Linked DNA regions of Rattus norvegicus: region 2 is linked to region 1. A link is a contact called in public Hi-C data. All regions are on one chromosome and are shown on one strand. The core of a region is the stretch at or near the end of the contact, and the rest is flanking DNA. Distances in the headings are between cores, read along the strand shown.

Region 1 (6,805 bases), core at 3,048-5,547:
GCTACCACTTTGTCTTTTCTAAAAGGAAATTCTTTAAAACGGTCCAGCTACACACACGGGTCACTACACAGAGACTGAGTCTTACATATGACATAATGTAACTTTCATTCTTTGTGCGGAACCCTGATCTCCACCATGCCAGGAAACTTTAATGGGAACTTGGTATTTCTCATGCCTGAGTCATGTCCTCTCACCCAGAATCCTGGAAAAACATTACCCCTGGAAGGTAGTACTCTGTACTCATTTCTAAAGACAGAAATATAACAAGAAAAGGTAATGTCATTTAAACATTAAATTAATAAGTAATTTACATTTTCCTAGAAGACAATGCTGTTTCCATCTGTTAACCCAGAATAATGATTTCCAATTTCCAAGGATAATTCAACTATATTTTTATATTAAATTTGTGTTCATTTAAACACTTATTAGTTGAGAGAGAGTGTGTGTGTGTGCACACACATGCATGTATGCATGCATGTGTTTAATGTGAGTCAGTACCTGCATAGGCCATGATAAGGCATCAAGGTATCTTAGAGTTGGAGTTACTAGGAGTTGCAAGCTGTTCGATGTGCGCACTGGAAACAGAACTCAGATTCTCTGGAAAGGCGAACACTCTTAACTGCTGAGACATCATCTCACCAGCCCTGAGATTTCAGTTCTCTACATCAGAACTTCTAAACCCACAGCTTTATTTGCATTGTTTTGCTTACCTCTGCCCAGCCCTGAGATGGTGTAGCTTGGTTTACCATCATTGGTTACACTATTGTATGAGGACAGCATTGGTATCGTTCTGTCTCAAGTTGTCAAGACTAAGCCGAAAGCCAACCTCCCTGACAATACTATGCTGAATTCCTTTGCTCAGACCCCTCTTGGTTAGTGCTCAGACAAGCTACCTCTGCCTATTCATATGCGTAACCTTGTAAGAAGACCATTGTCCTCCCTTAGAACCCAACAGTGCCATGTCCCATTCCGCAAGGGACTATTGCTCTATGCATTTAAATGGGCTGCATGAAGCTTCTCTGGCTTATGAGCTTCTCATGTAGTCTGCTAATGATAAGTGCAAGTGGTATAAAGGCTATGGGTATATGAGTTGTGACTTCTCCGTATGGCTCCATGGTGGTTTTGTTCAGGGCATATTCTACCGTTCTTCTTGGGCTTAGCGAGCTGTCAGTCATTTAAAACCCAGCCCCCCCCTCCCCCCCCCCCCCGAGACACAAGAAAAACGGCTGTTAGAGGATTTCACCATCAACCAGATAGCGACAGAACCCACATGAAAATCTTCAAATCTAGGTTCCAAGTTAATTTTTTTTAACTTTCAAAGCCTGGTTTTCTTTACAAATTTTAAGGATTTTTTTAAAATTTTTTACACATGGATATTTTGCTACAAGTATGTAAGTACACTGTAAGTGCCTGTGCTTACTTACCAAGCCGACGTCACTTGATATGGCTGAGAGAAATTAGATCAAGCCAGTTGAATGGGCCACAGCACCACTGCGGCTGTGACCATCTTATTGAGAGCAATCAGACCTTTCTATCTTTATCAGAAACAGAGTATAATGGCGATTGTCAGGATTTATACAGTTGTAGTTGCCAGGATACAGCAACATTTCAAACTGTACAGGGTACACAAGATTAATGTGTAAGACCAATTGTCTTGTCAAGCTTTGATGTTTCTTGACTACTAAGAGAACACACAGGGAAACACAAAGCAGCCCAAACCCTTCTCTGCCAGGGGAAGGGAGCACATTAGTCTCTCCAGAACTGGAAGGCACATTTACCCAGTAGCCATGGACTCTAACCTGAAAACTTATGCTAGGCCAGGCCAACTTCATGGTTCCTTGCAGCGTGCTGCATGTGCGGAGTGTCCTTGGAGACCCGAAGAAAATGTCAGATGCCCTGGAATTAGAGTTACAGACGATAATTGTAAACCAAGCCTTATCAGTGCTGAGAACTGAATCTAGGTCCTATGGAAGAGCAGCTAGTGCTGTTAGCCACTGACACACCTCTCTAGCTCTCATATTTTAAATTTTATGTGACAACAGAAGTCACTCCTTTTGCTGCAAGATATTGCTTCAAGAACAAGTCCCCCCTCTCTCGCACCTCCCCCATCCCCATTCCTCTTCACCTCTGAGAAGGAGGAAGTCCATTCTGGGTACCAACCCATCCTGGCACCTTAAATCATTATAGGCTGGACAAGACTCCCTAGTTAGAGGAACAGGCTGGCAACAGAGTAAGGGACAGCCTCTTCCGGTTGCTGGGGAACCCTCATGAAGACCAAGCTGCACATCTGCTACATATGTGCGGGGAAGGGGTCTAGGTCCAACCTTCGTATGCTCTTTGGTTGTTGGTTCAGTCTCTGGGAGCCCCAAAGGTTCCTGTTAGTTGACTCTGTTTGGTCTTTGTATGGAGTCTCTATCCCCTATGGGTTCCTCAATTCAAGAAGTTTGTTCTTTAGTGTTAAACCATCTTTATGTTTAAGACAGAAGGGAATTATTCTAATGGCTGCCAGAGAATGAGGCAGCAGAGCTGAAGAAGCCAGAGCTTGACTGAACACCAGACTTTTTAGTGTCATTTATTTTATATGCTGGTTGCTGGGCCTAGGGAAATACACCTTCTGTTTACACTTGCAAACCGCGCTTTTATCTCTAGATAAAAGTGTAGAGGGGAAGTTGCCAAAATTAACCCACCTTTTGGGTCCAGGCCATGGTTTAAACTTAGATATAAAAGAGATCAAAGAGTTTCCATTCTAATTCAGATAGAAGCCTCACGGCAGTGCAGCTGGGGGCAACACAGACCCTCTGAAACCTTTCTCATTGTGAACCTCTCTCAGATGCTTCCAAGCTGCAAGGCACAAAGAGAGGCAGCCTTGTGTCTGATTTGGAAATGACTGCCTGCCTTCCTGCACCTGACAGAGAAATGCATGTATGGATGTTCGTAGCCTCCTGGGTAGCTCCCAGCTCTTCCTGAAGGCAGGCTGGGGATGAATAGGAAGTTTCTCTCCTGGCCCCAGCAAAGGGGATTCTCTTCCCTGTGTTTCTTGTAGATGAAGTGAAACTATTTGAAGATTTCTCTTATTGGGATCAGAGAACTGTCGTTTTTCTTTATTTTAGTTGTGTGTATGTATGCATAATATATGAATGAGTGGAGGAAATGGTTGACATCAGATCCTCTTCATTCATTTTCTAACCTACTTATTGGATAAGTCTCCCATGGACCTGGAGCTCACCCATTTGGTCAGACTGACTGAACACAGAGCCCCAGGAATCCTCCTGTCTCCACATCCCCAGTGCAGTGTTTGCAGACACGCACTACTGTGCTAGAGTTTCACATGGGGACCTGGGAATCCAAACTCAGGTCCTTGTGCTTGCAAACACTTTGGTGGCCAAGACCTCTTCCTTTTAGCTTTATATTTTTATGTATTTTATTTAGGTTCTGAGCTTTGAAGAACTTCAGAATAGTGGTTCTGGGTGATGAAGTAGGAGAAGTGGGCTCTGAGCATGAATAGGGCCATCAGATATTTATTATCCAAAACAGGGCACTTTTGTGAGCAATGGGCCATGTTTGTAATTGAACCTGAACAAGGGGACTAAACTGAGACCGTCTTAGTGAATCTGGTTGTGCAGCCAATCCTGCACAGGGCACTGGACAATTTCTGGCACCTAGACACTAGTCTATTACTTTTTTCTTGCATGTGACTGGGCATGTTCTAGTCACTCCCTTGGGTTATTACAGATGACCATTCTCTGCCCGTGACAGCAACCTAACAGAAAGAAAAAAAATGGCTAAAAAATTTCCGGATGACTCAGAACACAGACCCTTTGTTAAATAATTCAACTCCAGAACAGAATCTGTAGCAAAGAAAACAGTCCGTACAAAGTCTTTAAAGAAGTCTTTCAATTGATTTTCTTCCTTAAAGGATGCCACTACCCACTATTTACAAAGACAGACTTGAAGGAGAAGCAGTTACCCTGCAGGCTGTTTCGAGCAAAGAGATGAACATTCAGTACCCAGGACACAAACCCGCTGTTGTAGCTGTTTTGCACAGTTGGGGTGTGTGTGTGTGTGTGTGTGTGTGTGTGTGTGTGTGTGTGTGTGTGTGTGTGACTTATTTTTGCCTTCAATCTGCAGCCACATGGCTGTGCTTCCTTTCTGTTTGTTTTCCCACTTCCCCTCTAAATATTTTGCATCATCTGGGAGACTTTGCCAGGCTGAGGTCTGCTCACTGGAGGAGCACATTCCTCTGATCTGTGGCATTAGGTTGTTGCCATGGCAAAGGCTGCTTACCAAGAGGAACACTTCTTAGAAGGGCGATTCCGACCTCATTTCTTCCTCTCCTCCACATACTTGGATACTCTGACACCCACCACAGCCCAGAGAGGGCTTTCTCTAATCATAAACTACGTTCCTGGAACATGAACTTTATTTTGTTTGCCTTTTAAGATACAGAACTATTTGGCTCTGTTTATTTTGTTCCAACTGGGCAGTACCCTCTTGCCAGTTATGACTAATCCTCTTGTCAGGGCTGGAATCTGCTAATAGTTCCTTCCTCCAGGTAAGTCACATCACTCAAACCTGTGAGGCAAAAATGCCACAGAGGCCAAAGGGTGACCCTGTAGTTAACAAAGGCAAGCCACTTTGACTGAGGCCTCTGTTGACCATAAGGATGGTTTGAGGCTTTCTTTTTCTTTTTTTTCTCAAGAGAAAAAAGCTTAGTTCTAACAGGACTGGTTTCCCCTCTCACATTCCTGCAGGGGAGCTCTGCCTGGGGAGAGATAAAGGCTCAGGGTTGACACCCTGATTATGCCTACCTTTCTATTTGTTGTATGTGGACATTGACTCCATCTAATTAATAAGAGCAGGAAACAGTTTTTGTTTTCTCTTCGGAGGAAAACATGAAGTAACGGTTTTATCTTAATTTGTCAGGCCTGGCCCTAGAGACTGCAGTCATGTGGGCCGATGGCCAAAAGCTGTTCTAAGGCCCAGAGCACCAACACCTAAATATAAAAAGAATGCTAATTGGTTTTCCAGCTGAAAAAGAATGAAGATCCCAGTGCCAAAAAAGGCCAGGCTCGATGGAAACCCCAAGTTTACACAATAGAACCTGATTGCAATCTGGGGCCTCTATTTGTGCTCCTATGGAGAGCGAAACAAAAGGAGGGATTTTGCTCATCCGCCTTTGTAGAAAGCCCCGGCTCTAGTGCAGCTTGGTGTTGCACCAGGCTTCCCACCCTGTTCCTGCCAAATCTTCAAGATTTTTCCTGGCTGCCGTTCAGGAAAGTACAGATCTGTCCGTAGCACGGAAAGTTAAAAAGGCTCTGCTTGGATACGCCGAGGATATACAAACACTGCCTGACGTATGGAGCCGGTTGCTCCTGCACAAGCTGCTGCTGGCCTCCTAAGCCACCAGTGGGAGACTTGTAGAAAACATTTTGATGAAATGATTGAAGTTTTAGCAAGAGAAGACTAATAGACATGTTTTCAAAAATTCAGCATGCCTTTTATTTTAATGACTGTGGACCTTCCTTTTCTCATTAGTACACCGACTAACTTTCAAAACGTAAATCATGAGGTGACTGAACTGGGTCACACTGAGGTATCTCCAACTTAAGGGCTGGTTTCATCATCGCTAGATACAGGGCACTAATTACTGTCACGATGAAAGGCACTGACTCTGAGTTACTGTCCCTGCAAGGGGCCTGACCTGAGGCTCCAACGCAGACTTACTAGTTGGCAGTCTTCATCCTGTGAGTCTGGGAGAGCCTCACCAATGAAAGTGTGACGATAAAAAGGATATTTGCATAAAGTCAATCAGATGTCTGTGAATTCTAGGCTGCCTTGGTCTATAGAGCAACCAGCCAGGGCTACATGGTAGATGATGTCTTCTCTATTAAAAGAAAAAGAGTTTGAAATTATAACGTTGCTCTCATTTCATTGACATCACTGGAGAACTTGGTTATTAATTAACTCGAGTTATAGTGAGTTTTTGTATATATGTGTACGTGTTTATGTTTGCATGGGTGCGTATGCACACAAGTACACACATGTGTGCAGAGGGCAGAGGTTGGCATCAGAGGTGTTTCTCACCTTTTTTTGGAACAAGATCTCTCACTTAGCCTGGAGCTTACCAGTTCTGTCAGACTGTTTGTCTGGCCAGACCCTCCAGGGATCGATCCTCTTGTTTGTCCCTCAGGGTTGTGATTACACGGCCATCCAACTATGCTTGGCTCTTTACCTGGGTGCTGGGGATGTGAACTCAGGGTCTCATGCTTGTATGGAAGACACCTCACTGAATGAACCATCCTTCGCATTTCCTTATAGTGACTTTTAATTATACTCATAGAATATACATATATGTAAGATATATGTACATGTATATACATATATATATGCATATATATATTTGTGAGTGTGTGTGTAAATCATCAGGGCTGAAAAGATCTTTATAAATAAATCTAAGAAAGATTTAGAACAGATATAGTAACTATTCCAACACCTATCATGCTTATAAAGCTACTCATGTGTTTAATGATATAGTTAAGTTTAACCCTTTTGAATTCAGAGACATTTAACAAACAAATGAAAACATCTTCTAAAAACAACCATTTATCCCTAAGTAAGTGACTTAGACTTAGGATTTGAATTGCAAGTTTCAAGGTTTTGCCCATCTCACTGTGTGTTGCCCAAGCAGATTTCCCCCCATACAATCACTGTGGTTGGTAGTCCAGTGGTATAATGCAAGCAGCATAGTTATCTGCCTGCAGCAGTCTGTGGGCAGAGAACTTTGGAGGCGGTGAAGAGGACAGGT
Region 2 (6,805 bases), core at 2,850-5,349, 200 kb before region 1:
CCCATAGTGAACATTTCCTTACTAGATGCATGGGTATTCGATAATGCAAAAAAAAAATATTTCAAGCTTAAGCATTTGCAGAGACAAAGGAGATGAACTTCTACAGTGATAGGGATAATGGAACAAAGTAGCTTTTCCGTGGGGAGGTCAGCAAATACTCACCACTCTGAAAAATGCTGTACAGACAAGGCCAATTGCAAGAAGCCACAGAGGTCAGGGAGAAAACACATAGAGGAAATTGGTACAAGGCACTTACTGTGTGCTCAAGTGAACTGATAATAGCATATTTGCACCTTCATGTTGAGAGCATTATTTTCTATTGAAATTTTTCATACAATATATTTTGATGGTGATTTTCCCCATCTTCCAACTTTCCCCAGAATCTCCCACTTCTCTGCCCACCCAAGTTTATGCTATTTTAAAAGTTTCTTTCGAAACCAAAGAAAGACAAGGAACAAAAACAAAAGCCCCAAGAAACATAATCCTACACAAAAAGACAAAAATGAAAACTAAAATCAAAAATAAAGAGAAGAAAAAGGACTAATAAGGCACAGTGCTTAATGAACAAGCCTGTCTCAAAAGAACAAATAGGACATGACTCCACTTCCGTGAAATACCCGAGCAGACAAACCTGAGGAAGCAAAGCAGAACTGTGGCTGTTCAGGGTTGGGCTAGGGAGCAATGTGTGGAGCTGTTTAATGAAGTCAGAGTTTCAGTTGTGCAAGGTAAGAAGAATTCCAAAGAGTGGTTATCAAACCATGTGAATGTGCTTGCCACTATGATACGGGAATATATTTAACACTATGAATTGTGTACGTAAAATGACTTACAAGATAAAATTACATCATGTGTATTTTACTCTAATTAGAAAGAATGGAAAAGGAAGGAAGAAAAAGTTAGATTATGCTGGGTACACTTTAGGTGACATCTAGGCTTTTCTTTTCCTCAGATCTGAGGGCACAGCAGCTTTGTTGAGATCTGAGGGATAGATTTAGTCATACTACCAATGCTAGCTGGGTCTTGAACTCACAACATTTCCATCCTCCATACCCACTTTGTTAACGGAAGGCATAAGTATGAGGTGTGTGAAGGGCCCTGCATTCCTCAGTAGACACTGACCCGAGGCGTCTGACACTGAGGTACTGATTGCCATCACTGTCTCTTCTGTAACTCATAGTTTTACTCCGATCAGGGCCTAACCCAGGATTTAGGACTACCACGCTGAAGATTGGGCTTCTAGTACTTGATTCTATCTACTGTGGAGGTGGAGATGGCAGACAGAGAGACTGTAGGCCCTAAAAGCATGGATGCAAACAATGAGAACAGCTTCTCGGATGCTCATGGCTCAATGTGCTTCCTACCAACTCCTCCAGCAGTGTGAAAGACAGGTGAGGCAAAGTCGGTTAGGACCTGGTCATGGGTCTTTTGATTGACTTGTGACATCTTCCCCACATGTCAAGCCTTACATGTGCACATGAGCCCGGGTGTGCCTGCCTCTGTACTTGTCCTTCATAACTGGGCTGGATCAAAATCAAGTACTAGCCACTTTCACAATTCCTGTCATATAAAATCCAGTTTGTCTTAGAACAGACAGAACAAAGGAAAAGCACCCATACTGTAACAAAACAAAACAGGACCTCCTGCCCCACTTTTTCATCTAACTCCATACATTTAACCTGTGGGAAAGAACCAGGATGATGACCTTAATGTTTAGCTTTTTCGTGGTTGGTGCGGTGAGCACATACCATCTCCTCAGAGAAATAACGTGTGTGTGTGTGTGTGTGTGTGTGTGTGTGTGTGTGTGTGTGTGTGTGTGTAGATGAGTTATTTATAAGCCCATTAGCATGTAGGATATCCCTTTTGTTATTTTCTCAAAGAGCATCAACTATATACCATAAAAGTAAGGTATCTACCTTTCTGTGAGCCTTCGATGATTCGTTAGTGCTGCTGTCTAGGGAGGAGTTACTGGTGAGAACGAACAGGCTTCTGTGAACAATTCACTCATACTTCTGGGTGCTTCCTGGGACACACATCTTCTACAGTGTCCCTGGAACCTGGCCAGCCGACAGTCACAGAAACCAGGTGTAACAATAGCCTAACTTTACATAATTTGACTTAGACTCCAAGTCCCACAAATGCAAAAGCTACTCTCTCACTTTGTATTCAACTGGAAAAAGAATTTGTCATTTTCATAGGTAACTGTTTTCTACGAAGGTAGAACATGAGTTGGTAGTTTCCTGGTGCTGAAAGACAGAAGGAAATTGCCTGATCTTTTCTCACTTGCTTGGCGGCTAGGAGAGGGATGATTTGAGCAGTGCAGATGTGAAATGGTTGTAGCTCAGATTGGTCGTTAATTGTGCTTCCTGCTCATCACTGAGTCAAGGACCAGTGATGGGCATGTGCTTTGTTGACTACAGCCCAATTTTTCATCCCTGTGAAAGGGTTTTACTGATACACAGCTACTGCCGTTTATATGCCTGCTGGCTATGCTGCCTATGGCTACTTCATGGCTGACCCTGACACAAGTCCTTACGTCCGATGTAGCTCCCAAAGACTATTTGGCTTTGAAACCTTCCTGAGGTTTCAGCCTGAAGACATCTATTTACAGAATTCGGAGAGAATGGGTGGAAAAACATTCACTATCTCTTTAACCTCTTTGGGGGCTGAAGACAAATGTCAAACGGGCTGCCACTTGACTTCCACGTGGTCTCTTGCCGGTTCAGTTCAGTTCTGCAAAGGCTGTTGCCAGCGACACACTAAGTTGATCTCTGGTCAGCACTAAAGCGCTTCTCACTTTTTCAAACACTCGTTTCAAAAAAACAAAGAAAAAAAAACCCGAGAAAACCAAGCTTATGATTTTTAGAACGCGATGGAAATTATAAAATAGGATAGGGTACCATCTGGGCTTGTGTACTAGGAAAAGAGGGCTTGCTAGGGGTCTCCTAGGGGACTTTTCCAGGGCTCTTGTCCTTTAATCAGTCTGTAGGCATGCTTGCTGCTCCACCCCCACCTCTTTTTTCTAATATTTTTTTGGGGGGGGGAACTCTGCTATCCCCTTGAGTCTTATTGTTCCCATGTATTTTTTTAAAGATAGTGACTCAGAGCTTTGCTACAATGAGAAAAACGTTTGGCCTCACAGGGCCTTGCCAAGGCTAGAGACTGTGCCAAGGAGCAGAGTTGGTGCTCCCCCATGCTATACTAAGTGCGAGCCCAGTGGTACGCTTGCTTTGGGCTTGGGCATTTCTCTGTGAAGAGGCTTTTTATGCTGCACGGGCCTTCTCCTCTCTCTTTGCCCTTTGCCCTTTGCACTTTTCTGAGGAATCCTTCTCCTTTGGGTAGGGCCGATGAAGCATTCCTGAATTCCCGGAGGGCAACCGAAGCAATCTAAACTCTTCTGGAGAAGACCTGGGCCCCTTAAGAGACCGTGTTAGAGTGTCTTTCCACTTCCCAGATCTCAAACTAATTCGCTGTGGATCTGGATGGCAGCGGCTTAGCAGCTAAGTGCTGATCTCACAGGAAAAGGACGTTCAGTTCAATTGTGTGTAGACATAAGTTGGGCAGTCCAGCTTAGGGACTAAATCACGGCAATGTGCGTTTCCAGTGACACGAAAATCATGATGGCTTAAAGTCATTTGGACAAAGGATGGAAACAATACTATATTTAAATCAAGAGAAGACCGTCCAGCTGCTTTTAACATTTCTCACTTGCCTGAAGCTGGTGTGATTTGCCTTCCCAATGGTTTCCAAGAGACCTAATCTCCGACTGTTCTCATTATTTATCTTTCCACCATTACTCCAGAAGTGGACACAGATCCCCGTCCTAAAGGAGGACAGATGCCCCAACTGAGTAGGGAAAATGCTGGCTTAGCAGTGACTCATTGTGTGACCATGGAAAATTCTAGTTATAAAGCATGGAAAAGTTAGATTTTCCCTGGAGAAGCATCTCCTAACAGTGCCTCCCACTCATCTGCTCACCCTATATGTCCAGAACTGCCTCTGCAGGAAGGAAGGGAAGCAGGAACATCCTTGACTGTGGTGAGGAGAGGCAAGCTAGCTACAAACAGCTGGGGTAATCCACTTGGGCATTGCCCATATTGTGTTTGTCATGGGTGATTGTTCCATAATGTAAGGCCAGCTGCTGTAACAGAAAAACCCTGACATTTTTGTAGACCAGCTCAGTGGAAATTATTACTCATACAGGAGGCATTCTTGATGGGCGGAGATGGAGGATTATGGCGCAGGCCACTACCGTCTTCTGAGGGCCTGCACTAAGATAGACATTGCCATTTCAGCACCGAAGTTACATAGAGTCTCTTGATTTCTGTTTCTAGCCAAGAGGCAGAGGGCGAGTGGTAGGTCATAGATGAGGTGCTGTGGTTCACATCTAGAAGGAGAACCCATGGTTTCTGTTTAAGTACTAGTACTAGATCTGAGGAACATGGACAATGAAAGACATGCGGGCATAGGAAGCACTAGTGCGTGCCCAGGAGGAAAGCAGAACATCACAGAGGAACTAGTTGACTGGTTTCTGGCATGGTGGCCAAAGTGCATTTCCCAGATTGACAGGTATTAATAGTAGACCCATCATAGGTGCTGGTCGCTGAGGAGTGGATAGTCTGGAATTAACTTGGGAGAACCAAACAGTGATGTGAAGGTCAGAGCCAAAGTACCTAAATGGGTCTAACCAGGGAAGGCCATAATGGTTTCAGGAACAATAGGGTAAAAGCTCAGATAAAGTTTTATTCCTTGGCCGATCCAACCAAATGGAAGGAGTTGTAGTCTGGGAAAGATGTTCTGGATGTGATGTGTAAAGCACAATGCCATCTCATCTGAGAACAAGGAGTTCCTAGGCTGGGAGCTGAATAAGCTGGGTTCTTTCAAGTGAGCGAGATTGAGTAGTACAGCATTACGTACAGCACTTCCTTCCTTCATGAATCCAGGAAGCACAGAGCCATCTTGGAGGGTCCATCTCACTTTATTTTTCACTGGGAAACCTGGTAACCTGTGGACCATGAATCTGCTGTGAATCTGCTATAGTGTGGGTGATAAGCAAGTATATATAAAACTAGCAGGACTCCTTGGTAGCCTTGTGGAATCACCTGGTTCTTCTAATACCCCCCAATAGTGGGGCACTTCCTAGCTGAGAATGTAGGAGTGCATTTGGTTTGGCTATGTCAGTTCAGAGAGTAGAAATGGTCATGAGGGCCTGTGACCCACCAAGCTATGACCAGTTTGGCTGTATTCTTCATTGGGGTGTTAGTGCCCCGAGACTTTCATGCGGTATTGCCTGGCATGCTGTTGCATTTATGCCTCAAGTTACATTATTGTTTCAAATCCCATGTTTAGCATTCAAACATATGATGATTTTGATCTCAAATGTGCCATCAACATGACTCAGAGCTTTCTGGGGAGAAGGATTACAGTTCCCATGTGTTCCTAGCAACAGGAGATGATCGCTGCTTACTAGAGGAACACAAAACTCACAGATGACCAAATTTTCTTACATCTGTTCCCCAATTACACTTACTTGATCTAAGAAACTCTTCACAAGTCAAAAGGAGCAGAAGTGAGCACAGCCCAGGAAAAGAGTGCAATGAGAATTCATGTTGTATTCAGCTATCTTGGAGGGATGTGTGTGCTGTGTGACAAAGAATGAGTTAAAAAATCCATCTCACACTTGGTCTCTACAAGTGCGGAGTGGAAGGTAGCCCTGCTTTGAATCACGGTCATAAAGCGGTTAGCAATATGATTTTATTTTAAAACACAGGATGTGAGTAATGTTGCATTCCTTTCCTTTCTCTGAATAAATTGAACATGGTCCAAGCTATTATTCTGCCCATCTGGTGGGAAGGTCAAATATGACCATGACAGTGTCCTTCATTGTGTCACAGGAAGATCCTACAAACCACAGTTGATGCTTAGTCTACAGAGCTATGTCTTCTCTAAGGATGAAGGCTGGGCTGCTCTCCTATACCATTTAAGGCACTGTAAAGGCTCTTAGGAGTTCCAGCTGAATATCCCCCATTAGGGTCGTATTACATTGTGAGTGTTACAAGAAAACAGGTATAGGCTGTCTGTGCCTGGGGTATCCCTGCACTCTTGTTGTCTTCTCAGCCTTGGAAGACACTCCCAACATTGCTCTCTTGTCTTGCTTTTCCATTCCTTCTGTGCCTCAGAGAATCCTCTCTTTCCACCCTCCCAAGATTCCTTCCAAACACGCCTGTTGGAATAGTGATTGGGAAAAAACAAGTCTACACCAACTATAGATATTATCCCTGCGGTGCAATCAACTTGTGTTGACACAAGCCAGGAAATCAGTGCATAGGAGATGTTTCTAGCTCTACCTCTGAAAGCTGTATGTAGGGTGCAAGTTTACAGAGGGATTGTTTGTGTGCATTCATTCATTCATTCAAATAGGAATCACTGTGTGGCAATCATCATCCTATAATCTATTCCTTCTTTGTCTAAAATGGTAACCATAAACCACACTAGTTGAGCCAAATACAAATTAGTACAGATAAACAAACTTAATTTTTTCTTGTACTAGTTGTATTTCTCGCATACAATAACCACACTTGTCAATAGCACTGACTCGTGACTCAAAGGCAGAGACATCAGAAGCCGTTGTTCTAAAAATGTGAACATAGGTATAGTCACTACACCTAGTCACAAGGCTATAAAGAGACTAGGTATAGTGCCACTTAGAAGGACTTGTAATTGTGGTGTAGCAACAGAAAACCGTTGTCATGTTGCAAAGTACATTCTGTGTAGTGTATTCTTCAACAGAAGCTCAGATTAAGCCATT

Evidence for each region. Hi-C and Micro-C count contacts between places; a contact is called where the count stands out from the background.
Region 2: a Hi-C map of the A7r5 cell line shows a contact between it and region 1, with 4 times the contacts expected there. The contact joins two enhancer-like sites. A contact is called at or near these places in 3 of 12 Hi-C or Micro-C datasets (the A7r5 cell line, mammary epithelial cells and psoas muscle) and 1 of 1 datasets of contacts at active chromatin or transcription factors (oligodendrocytes).

The regions. Positions count from the first base shown.
Region 1 is chr4:46,454,138-46,460,942 of GRCr8, reverse strand. No RefSeq gene overlaps it. Among named protein-coding and RNA genes, the nearest start is that of Cav2, 130 kb to the left of the region's middle. Within about 2 kb of position 4,297, at least 53 of the 93 cell types and tissues checked have an H3K27ac peak or open chromatin away from gene starts, as enhancers often do. A contact at or near this core is called in the A7r5 cell line, where this site is marked.
Region 2 is chr4:46,650,930-46,657,734 of GRCr8, reverse strand. All of the region lies in intron 2 of LOC103692063 (a long non-coding RNA gene), which reads left to right. Among named protein-coding and RNA genes, the nearest start is that of Cav1, 48 kb to the right of the region's middle. Within about 2 kb of position 4,099, at least 10 of the 93 cell types and tissues checked have an H3K27ac peak or open chromatin away from gene starts, as enhancers often do. A contact at or near this core is called in the A7r5 cell line, where this site is marked.